Regions from separate parts of the Sus scrofa genome. Here region 2 is linked to region 1. A link is a contact called in public HiChIP or PLAC-seq data. All regions are on one chromosome and are shown on one strand. The core of a region is the stretch at or near the end of the contact, and the rest is flanking DNA. Distances in the headings are between cores, read along the strand shown. Region 1 overlaps CLEC16A (protein CLEC16A). Region 2 overlaps CLEC16A (protein CLEC16A).

The links. HiChIP or PLAC-seq counts read pairs in DNA pulled down with a chosen protein or histone mark.
Region 2: a contact with region 1 is called in an H3K27ac HiChIP or PLAC-seq map of skeletal muscle, with 5 times the contacts expected there. The contact joins two enhancer-like sites. A contact is called at or near these places in 2 of 2 datasets of contacts at active chromatin or transcription factors (alveolar macrophages and skeletal muscle).

The regions. Positions count from the first base shown.
Region 1 is chr3:31,951,763-31,958,190 of Sscrofa11.1, reverse strand. All of the region lies in intron 23 of CLEC16A (protein CLEC16A), which reads left to right. Among named protein-coding and RNA genes, the nearest start is that of SOCS1, 73 kb to the right of the region's middle. Within about 2 kb of position 4,895, at least 39 of the 83 cell types and tissues checked have an H3K27ac peak or open chromatin away from gene starts, as enhancers often do. A contact at or near this core is called in skeletal muscle, where this site is marked.
Region 2 is chr3:32,114,920-32,121,238 of Sscrofa11.1, reverse strand. CLEC16A (protein CLEC16A) reads left to right here. Exons shown (of 25, transcript XM_021086617.1): 9 at 1,190-1,243; 10 at 4,635-4,748. Among named protein-coding and RNA genes, the nearest start is that of CLEC16A, 40 kb to the left of the region's middle. Within about 2 kb of position 1,963, at least 10 of the 83 cell types and tissues checked have an H3K27ac peak or open chromatin away from gene starts, as enhancers often do. A contact at or near this core is called in skeletal muscle, where this site is marked.

The sequences.
Region 1 (6,428 bases), core at 3,646-6,145:
CTATGTTTGGCCTGCCTGGGGCTGCCTGCTTCTTTTATTAAAAAAAAAAAAACTGTGGAGTTTCCTGGCGGGTTGGTGGGTTAAGGATCTGGCATTGTCACTACTGTGGCACAGGTGTGATCCCCAGCCCGGGAACTTCATCATGCTGCAGGCACAGCCCCCCAAAACCCACAAAACAACCACAAAAAAAAGGAATGTGGCATAAGTTATCAACAATTTTCAAATCAGGAGATTTGACCCCAAAATCCATATATCCAGGCTCTCTGGAAGAACAGAAAACCTCGGCCACGCTGAGGCCCACTTTCGCAGGTGGCAGCGGGCAGGTTTTCCCCGTCCCCTCCAGTCCCTGTCGCTCCCTGACACAGGCAGACTGTCCCACGTACCTTGCCTGTTTCCCTGATAGAAGAGGAGAGCTGCTCGGCACCCATGCCACAGACAAGGGACAGCAGATGGCAAGTCCAGGGGGCCATCCTCCTTCCACCCCCGCCTCTCCTCTGTCGCTGACGTGACCGTCCAGCCCTTGAGACTCAAGTTTGCAGCCCATAGGCACGAGGCTTTGAAGGACCCACCTGCATATCTGTGATTTTTGTTGTTGTTGTTTATTTTTTTATTTTCTTTTGTCTTTTTTTTCTTTCTTTCTTTCTTTTGTCTTTACATCTGTGATTTTCAAAGGTAGGATCTGCACAGTTTCTGGAAAAGACAGGGGAAGCCCAATCTTGGTCAGGCCCGGTGCAGCTGGGAAGTTCCATTTTCATGTTGTGTGTGCCTGGGTTTCACTGTGGAGAAGAAGCTTCGAGAAGTGTTGGGACGCGGCCTTCTCTTTCCGGAGCGAGGCCCCATCTCCAGCCAGGCAGCCGGATCCTCCGGAAAGACCTGTTGGGGCCGAGGCCCAGGACGCTGCGAGGGGACGGGAGTCTTGCCCATGAGCTGGCATGTCACGACAGCTAGGTCACCTGGGACGGTGTTCCTTGAGGTCTTGGCTCCCGGGAAGCGCAGAGCCGGTGGTGACAGCAGCATCCCCTCGCTGGAAGTCATTCTGGTGTAGCTTTTCCCTTGCCACCCACCTTTCTTGTTGGACGGTCAGGGTTCAGTTTGCGTTTTAGTGGCTTTCGTAGTATCTGTGGTGTTTGGGTTTAGCTTTTACAATATAAGCCACCTCAGATCCTTCCTGGAAGCAGGTGTCAGAGTCTGTAAGGGATGAGGCTATGACGTCAGTGCCGTGCAGTGCTCAGAATACCTGAGGTAAATTCCTGTTTTTTTTCCTTTGGCTTTTAGGGCCACACCCACAGCACATGGAAGTTCCCAGGCTAGGGTTCAGAGCTACAGCTGCCAGCCTACGCCACAGCTCCTGGCCACGCCAGATCCTTAGCCCACTGAGCAAGGCCAGGGATCGAACCTATGTCCTCATGGATACCAGTTGAGTTTGTTACCACTGAGCCACAACAGGAACTCCCCTAATGTAAATTCTAAGCCTGTGGGGTTCCTTCCTCTTCAGCTCTCTAAAAGGTCCCTGTGTGGAGTTCCCTGGTGGCCCAGCAGGTTAAGGATCCAGTACTGCCATCACTGTGGCTTGGGTCACTGCTGTGGCAAGGGTTTGATCCCTGGCCGGGAAACTTCTGTATGCTGAGGGCATAGCCAAATAAATAAATAAAGTCCCTGAGGGATCCCGTGGTGCTCAGGCAGTTTTCACATTTTCCAGTTTTCAACCCGAAACCGTTGCACTTCAGTGCCGTAACCAACATCGGTGGAGAAATCATAGCGTGCAGACCAGCCCGGGCTCTGGGCAGACGGCAGAGGTCAGCCGAGGCCTCCCTGCTCCTCGGAGGTTTAGGAAACCTTTGGCTCAAACCCCACGGTCCTCGAGCCTGCGCACGAGCAAGCCCTCCCGCCCTTCACTCTCTTGAAGTCCCTGCTGCTTCCAGGTCTTGCCCTCACGTGTAAACCTCTGCGTGGCCCGGTGTGAACCCAGGGGGAGACTCAGACCCCTCGCTGGTGTCCACCCAAGATAGTCCACATGCAGCCCCCAAGGAAAGAGTTGAAGCGTTGACTCCAGAAGACGTGGGGGGTCGTGGGGAAGTCACCTCCCCATCTCAGTTGCCCCTTCCCCTCTTTCGCCTCACTCCACCACTCCCTGAGTTCCCCCAGGAAGGACAGGAATGTGGCATAAGTTATCAACAATTTTCAAATCAGGAGATTTGACACCAGTTGGATTCTTCACCCACTGAGTCACAATGGGAACTCCTACCTCTTTCCTCTTAAGAAGCCTTCCTAGAAGGCCAGCGTGTCACTTTCATTCCTATCTCATTGGCCACAGCTTTGTCAGTCACACGGCCAGACCTAGCTGCCAGGTTCTGTAATTGCAGATGAGGGGAGAATAGGTATTGGGGGACAGCTCACAGTATCACGAACACTGTGAACCCCGGAGGATTCCAGGCACTAGCTCTTAAAATAATGACAGTTGTTGCCCAAAACAGCGAAGCATCTTTGCAGTCAAGTTTCTATGCCCTACTTGGGCACATGCCTTCCTTGGGCTGATGAGGCCCCAAGGCTGCACAGGGCAGGCTGAGCAAGCACAAGGGAAAGAACAGTTAAACCCCACCGGCTGCAGACACTCTTGCCCAAGCTGGCCCTGAGCTGTGTGAGCCTCAGAGGACAGGGGAGGGATTTGTGAAGACAGAAAAGAGGCAGAAGGGAATTTCAGGCCAAGGGAACGGCCCCGCTTAGGCCAAGAGCAGCAGCTCTTGTCACACAGTCTGAGACCTACCTGAGCTGCTGGAGGCAGATGGCCCCATCGTCAGGCCCTCCCCCCACCCCCACTGACTGGGGAGGTGAGAGGTAGGGTCCGAGGAGGGAGCTGTTGAGAGGTCCCTGGGGGTTGGAACATCCCCAGGTCCTGTGGATTTGACCGAAAATCCCAGGATAAATAGCAGAGCTGATTAACTGAAATGCCTGCGAGCAGCAGGCAAGTCAAGTTGGGGAAGAGAAGGAACCAGCTCCCTCCCCACCTCCAGTCGCTGCCACGTGGGGATGGGGCCCAGTGATACCAGCTCTGTTTTATTTTTTTGTTTTATTTTTTTATTTTTTGTCTTTTTTTCTTGCCTTTTCTAGGCATATGGAGGTTCCCAGGCTAGGGGCTGAATCAGAGCTGTGGCCGCCAGCCTGCACCAGAGCCACAGCAACACGGGATCCGAGCCGCGTCTGCAACCTACACCGCAGCTCATGGCAATGCCGAATCTTTAACCCCCTGAGCAAGGCCAGGGATCAAACCCACAACCTCGTGGTTCCCAGTCAGATTCATTAACCACTGAGCCACAATGAGAACTCCAGCTCTTCCTGTTTTATAAGAAGCCAGAAATCCAGACTCATATGTAGAATCTCCTGGGGTGTGGATGGTGGTGCCTAAAACAAGCAAACAGTGTGAGCAAAGCAAAGCACATCTGGAGTTCCCTGGCGGCTCAGCAGGTTAAGGATCTGATGTTGTCACTGCTGTGGCTCGGGTCACTGCTATGGTGCAGGTGTGATCCCTGGCCCAGGAACTTCCGTGGCCACAGAAATAAATAACTGCAACACATCTGCAGGCCTCTGGGCTGCAACTGGCTGGCCCTGGCCCCTGCCTCCCATGGCCACCTGTCCTCACGGGGAAAGCTTTAGTGGGTGTTCCACGTACAATGTTATAGGTGCCCAGCACATATGTCCAGGGTGCACTTTTCCGGGTCCTCTCCTTTGCCTGCCTCCCAGGGAGGTCGTGGGCTTCAGGTCAAGTTCAGGTTTATGGGTAAAGAGAAAACTACCCACCGTTTAAGCCGGGAGATCCTCACCAACTGTATTGTGTTTCACGAAAAGACCCAGAGGCCCCTGAAGGAGGGGGGGCTTGTCCAAGGTGAAAAGGCCCCGTGGGCAGAGCTCGGTCGCGCCCTTGGGGTTCCGACTCCCAGCTCAGCACTCCCTCTCTCAATGGGTCTAAAATAGAAGGCTGACCTTTTGGTGGTATTTTTGTGCTCGACACATGCCAGAGAGTTACTCTTGAGTTCATCTTCCCAGAGTAACTGTCAGAAAGGGGCCAGAGGGCAGCAGGAAGACCCCGGCCTGACCCTGTGGAGCCCGGACTCCTGGAAAGCAGGGGATGCCTGTCCCCGCTGGCCCAGGTCCACCTGCTGGGAGCCTCATGCCTGGCCAGCCCGGGGAGGCCCTTAGCGAGAGCCGGGGAGAGCGCTTTGGAGTCCGGAGCCGGTCCCGGGGCTGTTAGGGCCTCCGGCTCTGGCCTGTCCAGCTCCCAGACAGCTGGATGCCTTCTTCATCCTCCATCCTTTCCCTGGTTTAAAATAACATTCAGAGGGGGAGTCTTGGAAAATTCGGACAAGCACAACAAATGAAAGCTCAGCATAAACCACCCGCTTCTGCCACGACTTCGGCTTGAACCCCTCCAGTCTGCTCCCCATGCAAGGAGGAAGGCAGAAGCGGGATTTGGTTTGGTTTTGCTTTTCTCTTTTTTTTTTTTCTGCCATGGGACATGCTTCTTCTAACCTTCTCTCATTTACTGTGTCTTGAGCGTTTCCCCCTTACGTAATCCTTTCCACCAGCAGCGTGTTTGACCATCTTCCGCATCCAGCTGCCGCATGGGTAGGGGCTCCCGTTCCCTGTCACACCCCCGTGCTTTCATCGCCCGAGCAGTTCCTGCCACGGCCCCCTCAGCAGCGTAAATTTCTAGATGCGGAATCAGCCGGCTGGTGTGAAAATCCATACGGCCTTTGATATGCGTTCCGCAGGCTGTTCTTGAGACATCCTCAGGGAGGGCCAGGAATTTTATCTGCTGGGCAAGCTCTCAGGGAGGCCGTCTGCCTGTGCCCTTGTCCCGTGATCTCTGGCACATCTGCGCATTTGCAAGGACTTGGCAGCCCGTGCATGTTTGACTCACGCCCAGAAAGCCCCTTGGCGCCTCTGCCAGAGCCAGCTCATCAGGAACTGGCTTCCAGGGGTGAAGCAAGAGCAGGGGAGGCTTCCGGCTGCAGGCGCTGGTCCTGAGTTTTCTGCCGGGGCCCCCCAGCCCCCCGATGGGTCACACCGGCTCTCAAAGTGTTGCCCCCTCCATGTGGGAAGGAGCCCCATGAAATTGCAAGGGGAATCTGGACACCTTGCTAAAAAGCAAACCAGAAACATTGCCGAGCCTTTCTGGTCCTTGTGCCATGGAAAGAAGGGAGGTGGATTTGGGAGGGCCGCAGGGGAGGGAAAGATGCTTTCAGTTGCCTCTGCTGAGCTGGACCCGCCAACAGGTGGTATCGGCGGTTGGGGATTTTTTTTTTTTTTTCCTATTTAACTCTGAGCACCTGCAGGAGGTGCACTGTATTTTTTTGTCAGTCTGTGGCTTGACCTCTGGTCTGTTCCCCAAATGAAGAACCCTTAGTACCCTGACTGCAATCTCAGCATCTTCTCTGCTGCACACTCCACCCAGCGAGTCTCACAGTAACAAACCAGGGCTTTAAAAAAAGCGAGAGAAAAGACGTGTGTCTCGGGAGAAGGGGCCAGTGACAGCCACATCATTCGTCTGTTTGGGCTGGGGCGTTGTCAGCGTAAAAGGCTGAGGCGCAGCCCTGTTAGCACACTCCCCCACCCCTCTGTCTACGGTTCTGATAAATAAGCAGCTCAGGAAGAGCCATCCTGACATTTTGATTTGTGAAGGAGTGATTCATTTTCGAGGCAGACAAACAGCTGGTAAACTTGGGGGTTTACCACTTGAAGTGATTAAGCCCTAAGCAGCTATTAGGCTGGTTCCATGGGGCTGTGGCCGCCTGCCCCCCGGGAATCTTCCTGACGGGTGTTTGGATTTGCCTTGATGTGTGCCGTCGTTAATCAGAGCCCACCACACACACACACACACACACACACACACACACACACACACACACACACACAGGGTTTATCACATAATGCCTCTTCCTGAGAACTCCAGCACGTTAATCCTGCTGTTCTTGGCACGGAGCTGTCTGTGACAGGTGGGGGCAGGGAACTCAGCCACCAGGCTCCCTCCAGGCCTCACCTCCACATGCCGTTTCATCCACCCGAACGGGGCGCCTGGCTGGGAGTGTACATAGGGATCCAGCTTTTAGGGAGCTGATCCTTAGACAAGAATAACTTCACACAAATAGGACAGAATAGCTCCTCCGAGGTGGCCGGGTATGGGTTCCCCAAGTCCTGAGGTGGGGACAGAGCAGGGTGTCCCCTCACATCCTCCCCCTCCCCAGGCCTGCCCACCAGTGGGTGAAGGGAGGCAGCCTCAGCGAAGTGGGGAGACTTGCCCGGGGCCCGCCCCATGGCCTGTACGTGGGCAGATCTGGAGGGAACCCAAGCTTTCCTGGGGCCAGAGCCGCTGCCCCGGACCCTTCCAGGCTGTGCATACAGTTTCCATCAAGGGCCAGGGGGCGAAGTGCTTC
Region 2 (6,319 bases), core at 714-3,213, 170 kb before region 1:
TGTGCGTGGACTGTGAATGAATGAGAAAAGACTACTGAAATCAGAAGGAAACAGGAAACCTCCACAGATTTAGGGTTTTGGTTTCTGTGAGTCCTCCTGTTGAGGTATTCTCATCCCTGGTGGCGGAGTTTCTTGTGTCGCCACCAGAGTTCATTGCCTTGGAGAAGATGCAGCCACCGAACTCGCCCAAGATGGACAGTCACCTAGGAGAAGGGCCCGGGGCAGGGACTGTGCCCAGTCGGCTCGCGGGGAGAGGGCTGTGGAAGTGCTCGTCCTTGGGTGCCCTCCCTCCGCTCAGGGCCTCGGGCAATGTGCATCTGGACTGGGCCAAGGATCTGCATGTTTAACCCACCCCGCCAGGCGAGTCTGAGCTGGTGGCTCATGGTCCCCTCTGCGAGAAATGCCACTTCAGGGAGGGAGACCCTCCGCCAGCACCTCCCCAGGTTCAGGGGCAGAACCAGCTGGTCACTGCAGGGGCCCCGGCCTGTTACACGCGACCCACGGGGGTAGAGCTTTCTTTGTGGAGGTGGCACATGGGGATTCCTGTTGAAATCAGCGAGAAAAGAAAGTTGTAACCCTCATGCGATCTCCCCAAGGCAGCTCTGGAGACAGAGGGAGAGCATGGGGACGGGAGCTTTCAGACCTGAGTTCACACGGCCTCTTCCCTCTCCCCGCTCTGCCACCGGCAAAAGGCAGTCATCTCCCCGGAGCAAACAGTGTCCTGAAGGTCCTCTCAGGGCTGGCGCGAGGTGGAGCTCGTGACGCCCGTACAGATGAGGGGCCTCCTGAGACCGGGGACCCCTGAGACCAGGGGCCCCAGCCTCTCCCACCCCCGCCTTCCTGAGGGTGGGCCTGGGGCCTCTCCCACCAGCGCTGGGGCCAAGCTGGGGGAAATTAACCCTCTGGGTAATCTAGGACCTGGTTCTTCTCTGGACCACGGTCAGCGTCTAGTCCATGACTGAGGGTGCAGGCTTTCTCAGGTGGAAGCAGAGCGGCCTCGTGGATGGCGTCGGATGGGATTAGGTTGCGCGTCTCCTTTGCAGGGCGGACTCTGCCACCAAGAGAAGAAGAGCCGGGGGTCTTGGAGGAAGGGGGGGAGGTGCTGGGCGTCGCTCCTTCAGATGCATGGCTTCTGTACCCTCCGTGCGTGACCGAGCCCTCTCTCTGTCTCTTCCCCACCCGTCACCAGGGAGGAGAACGGCCAAAAATCAGCCTGCCCGTTTCCCTGTACCTTCTGTCACAGGTATGTTTGCCCTATCGCCCGTGTCCCAACCACATGGTGACGTGGGGTCCGGGGTGGGGGGCTGCTGCCTTGCGGAAATTTCCCAGGCCACTTTGCCCTGTCTTCTCTCTCCATGTCCCCACCTTGAAATAAAATAACAAGACAGGGAAAAGGGGGTCCATTTTCCAGACACTGCTGGAGGCGCTTTGTATTTTTTCGTGGTCGTGCTTGGAAGTGTGAAGAGAAGTGAACAATAAATCAAGCCTGGCACATATGTACTTGGTTTTTACTGTGGGGACTGAGGTTTCCGAAACCGCCAAGGAGCGTTCTGAACACCCTGGAAACGTCGCCCGCGCGGGTCCTGTTTTCGGCCATTTTGACCGAAACCCCGAACCGCAGGCCCCGACGTGTAAGTGCACAGCAACTGTGCCTTCACAAACTTCCATCCACGAGGCCGCTCTTCAAGGCTTTTATGGTGGTTTTAGTTCCGAGGTTACCTTCTGGAAGGTATCTTATAGCAGCCTCAGTCCCCAGATGTGTGTCTTGAGCCAATTTGTCTGCCTCCCCCTCTTAAACAAGTGTGTTTCCTTCTCGTAATTATGTAATATTTACAAGAAGGGAAAAACTCCATGGTGACCCAGTTACATAACTTTAAAAATATTTTTATTACGAGCAGTCCAGACTCTCAGGCCATCTCATTAGACTGTCAAGTAGTCAGACATTTGACCCGAGTTCTGTTCCCACTTCTGCTGTGGCCTGGGTATTTATTGGCTTTGCTGAGCGAATGGCCTTCTCACTTGGTCTGTGGGCCATTTCGAGTCCGAGGAGGGCTGTCTGCCATTGCCCTGAGAAGAGAGATGCTGACTCGGCCTCCTCCTGGCGGCCAGGCCAACTGGGACCGTTGCGTGGCCACTTCCCCATCACCCAGGTCTTGTCCCTGCGGCTCTGTTTGCTCGGGGCTGTGCGCTGGTGCCGACTCTCTGAATGCCCCTCTGTGCGCCCAGCTCCGTGCAGAGCCCAGCCCCTCCTGGCAGCTGTTTCCACCGCCTCCTTACGGATCCACTGGCCTCTCCTGCCTGGGATTCTGGAGTCTGGCAGGATGCGCGCAGGCCAGATGCTCAGCTGCAGGAACCCCGGGGCAATCGGCCGCCCTCAGGACCCTTCAGCTGCTGGAGCACCCCGCGGAGCCAGCCCCACTTTTTCTCCGAGAACCCCCTTTTCCTGCTTTCCTAGTAAGGGACCTAGGGGCTAGTTTCGGTCTCTCACAGAAGCGCTGTCTCTGGCGTCCCAACTCACATAGTGGAGCTTTGCTCCCCACCCTGCGTTTCCCTGTGATTTTATTAGCCAGTTGCCTGAGGATGTAAAAACCTCAAATCAGTTCTAAATCCTGGTGCTTAAGCTCTACATCAGAACATCCTCAGAAGTTATTTTATAAGCATCACTACTAAACCAGGAAAATTTACATTGATGACGTTAACTCAGTGTGAGGGACGCTCTCCAACTAACACTGAACCTCTTGTGACACAAACAGGATGGCCCAGTCTTTTTTGTCCTTTTATTTTTGGGGGGGGTCCTTTTTAGGGCTGCACCCGAGGCATATGGAGGTTCCCAGGTTAGAGGTTGAATTGGAGCTGTAGCCACCAGTCTACACCACAGCCACAGCCACACGGGATCTGAGCCAGGTCTGCAACCTACACCACAGCTCACAGCAATGCCGGATCCTTAACCCACTGAGCGAGCCAGGGATCGAACCTGCGTCCTCATGGATACTTGTTTGGATTGGTCACTGCTGAGGCACCATGGGAACTCCTGGCCCAGCTCTTTTGAGTCTGGCCCACACACGCTTCCACGTACCTTGTGACTGTCGGCTCCACCACTCCCAGCCTTCCCCATCCATAGCGCAGGAATGGCACCATGCATGTCCACCCTGGCCTCTGTCGGGTGGGCTTAGTAGATAGATGCCCACTGAGTGTTTGTGGACTGAATTCCTTTGTCATCAGTATGATCACTGTTGCTTGAAGGCCCGCCCTGGGCCTGGGCTAACCCGCTCGATCATACTGTACAGTCTATGATTGGCAGTGAGTGTCTCCCCCATGTTTTAAAAACACCGTGCTGTTTTTTTCGGTAGGTCCCACATTTGGTTTTTCTGCCTGTACCTTTAATTGAATTGTATTTATTTTTGGCACAATGTGTTCATTCTGCTCCAACAGTACAAAACAGCATGAGGGAAAATCGCCCTCTTACCCCTGGTCCCACTCCCAGAGGCAGCCAGTGTTTTAGTTTCTGCCTTTCCCTTTTTTTTTGGTTTACAATATTTTAAAAATATTCAGTCTCCCAATTTCTATCCCCAAAGACAATTATCATTGTCCTTCCAGAGACGTTCTCTGCCAGGGGTTTTCAACTGGTGGTGATGTCACCCCGCCTCCAAAGGACACTGGCTAGTACCTGAAGACGATTCTGCTTGTCATGACGCGGGGAGGGGGTGCAGCTAGTATCCAGGGGGTAGAGGCCATAAATGCTGCCAAATATCCCACAATACACAGAACAGCCCCCCCCCAAAGAATTATTCCCAACAATAGTGCTGAGGATGGGGAGCCCTGTTCCCCATATACATGAGCAAATACAGACGTGTGCATACCCCGTTGATGTACCAGCGGTCAACACATCCCACGTTGTGCTGCGGGACCCGTGTGGCCTTCACATTTTAAAACAAGCCCAGGGGTGTCTGAGCCAGCTTTGCGAGGCAGTTTCGGTACCCAGAATTCTCAAGCCATTCCTTTGAACCTCCGGCAACAGGCCGGGGCAGCCAGGCCATCTCAGCAGCCGGCCCTTCTGATGCTGCTTCCTGGCCCAATGTGGTCTGTCTCTTTGGCTCCTGCAGCTTCTCCTCCCCACAGTTCTCACCCCTGCCCGTGCTGCCCTGGAGTCCCGGTGTGCTGAAGCCCACCGCACAGGTCAGAGCTCGTTCCAGAGATGGCATCTCTGAGCAGCGAACCTCTGCCAAGTCCTTGATTGGAACCAGGCTTGCCGGCCCCTTCTTCCGTGTAACTGAAATATTGGGCCCATGCCTCCGAGTCTTATCGTAATCGGATTTGACGCTAAAATGCCCTTGGAGAGGAAGGAGTGCGGGTTTGGCGCTCCTTTTCCACGTCGCCCCACTTCAGGCGGCTTTGGCTGCAGCCAGCCGTGAGGGACAGTCTCACTTTAATGCACTTCCCTCTGCCGCCGAGCAGCCAGCCAAATAGTCTGAACGGAGGGGGCCCAGCTGTTGAAGGAGAAAAGTATAATTGGTTTCCCCTAAATGTGACCCGTTCTTTGGATTCGGCATCCCTGGGATTGCTGCTTCATCGAGGAGGAGGAGGAGCCGAGGGCCCGCACACTTTAATGCACTTCCCTTTTTTCCCCTCGCCAGGTCTTCCTAATTATACACCACGCACCCCTGGTGAACTCGTTAGCTGAAGTCATCCTGAATGGCGATCTGTCTGAGACGTACGCTAAGCCCGAACAGGATGTTCAGAGAAGCTGTGTAAGTCATTAGTGTGGGGACCATCTCAGGACCCCGATAAGAGGCCATTGCTCATGGGGTTAATGTGTGTCTCTCTAAAACCAGAAACCAACATTCTGCTTGTATAGCACCGATGAAGCATAAACCCTTCCGGGATTCAGGGAGCCTAATCGGAGCATTGACGTGCGTACCCAGAAAGATCTGGGGTCGAGCACGAGGAGGGGATCTGACTGGTCGCATGTCATTGGACGTGGCATTGCACCGTTCTGGGTCTCAGATTGTGTTTCTGTGAGACACCGTTACTGGGTCAGAATGAGAGAATATTTTGTCAGAGGCACCTGCATCTGCAGAGGCGGGATGCGGAACAGCTGTGAATGACACAGACCCCATGAGGTGGCAGTGGGGAGCAGTGGGGACTGTGGCACATTTGAGCGTGTACGTGTCCTTTGTGAGCAGCTGCTGTTCTGCACGAATATGGATGCGGTACTGCCAGGCCTTCTCATGTTTCTAGAGAAGCTGGGAAGCTGCATTTGGAGGCAAATACCCCCTAAGTTTGAAGGCATCACCCAGCCATGGCCCAAACAAAGATTGTCTGTGCTTTCTGCATATTCGTGCGTTTCGTGCTCTCCTAAAGGGAACCCCCGATGATGAGGGTGTCAACCTCTCCCGAGGCTTTCCCACCTTGGCCCCGTGTGCCTTGCCTGCCTTCCTGCCTCCCACCCTAACCACACATACTGAGCTCCCAGCTACCTCAGTACCTGCCCAGCTTGCCATCTCCCCCGCCCCTGGGCCTGTGCCCTTACCACACACACCACTTGGGAGGCCTCTCTCCTGGTTCCCTCCCATTAAAGGCTCTACCTGCTCTGAGCAGTTTATGGCAGACGTCTTGTCTGTCATTGGATCGTCTCACCCTAGGCTCTAAGTGCAGATCCGAGGTGAGCGGTGTGTAGCCAAAGACTGCTTCTTGAGGCCTCTGGCCCTGCAGCCCGGTTCTCAGGCAGATGACACACAGCCTGGGCTTGCCCTTGGGCAGCGACTCTGTTGTCACATCTTGAGCGTGTGGGTGGAGTGTGATACCAGAGCATGAAGGGCCAGAATGCCTGGCGCATAAGAGGCCCTGGCCCTTCTGGTTTTTCTGGTGTACGATGTCCCGGATGGGCCACTTGGCTCTTTAAGGGAACATTGATGCCTCTGAAAAGGTTTCCAGAAACCTGTGCTGTTAGGGGTGGCATTAGTTCAGCTGAATTGAATGAGGCCTTTTCATGGCCCCTGTCTGGCCTATCTCTTCTTTGATTCATCCAGGAAGTATTTACTAAGGCCTTTCTCTGCATCAGGTATGGTGCTAGTTCTGGGGACATATAAAATCCTAAATCACCTTGGTCACACCAGAGCCCCACAGTCCAGCAGGAGAGACAGATGTTGATAAAACTTTCAAAGCAATGTTCTGTCTCAAGTCCTGTAAGCGCTCCAAAGGGAAGGAGCCGTGTTTAACCTGGAGGTGACAGTTGATGAGTTTGAACAGGGAAAGCTCCCCTCGTGTCCGTGTTGTGACACCATACGGGCTGGAGAATGTGGAGCCGGCTTAGTGTTGA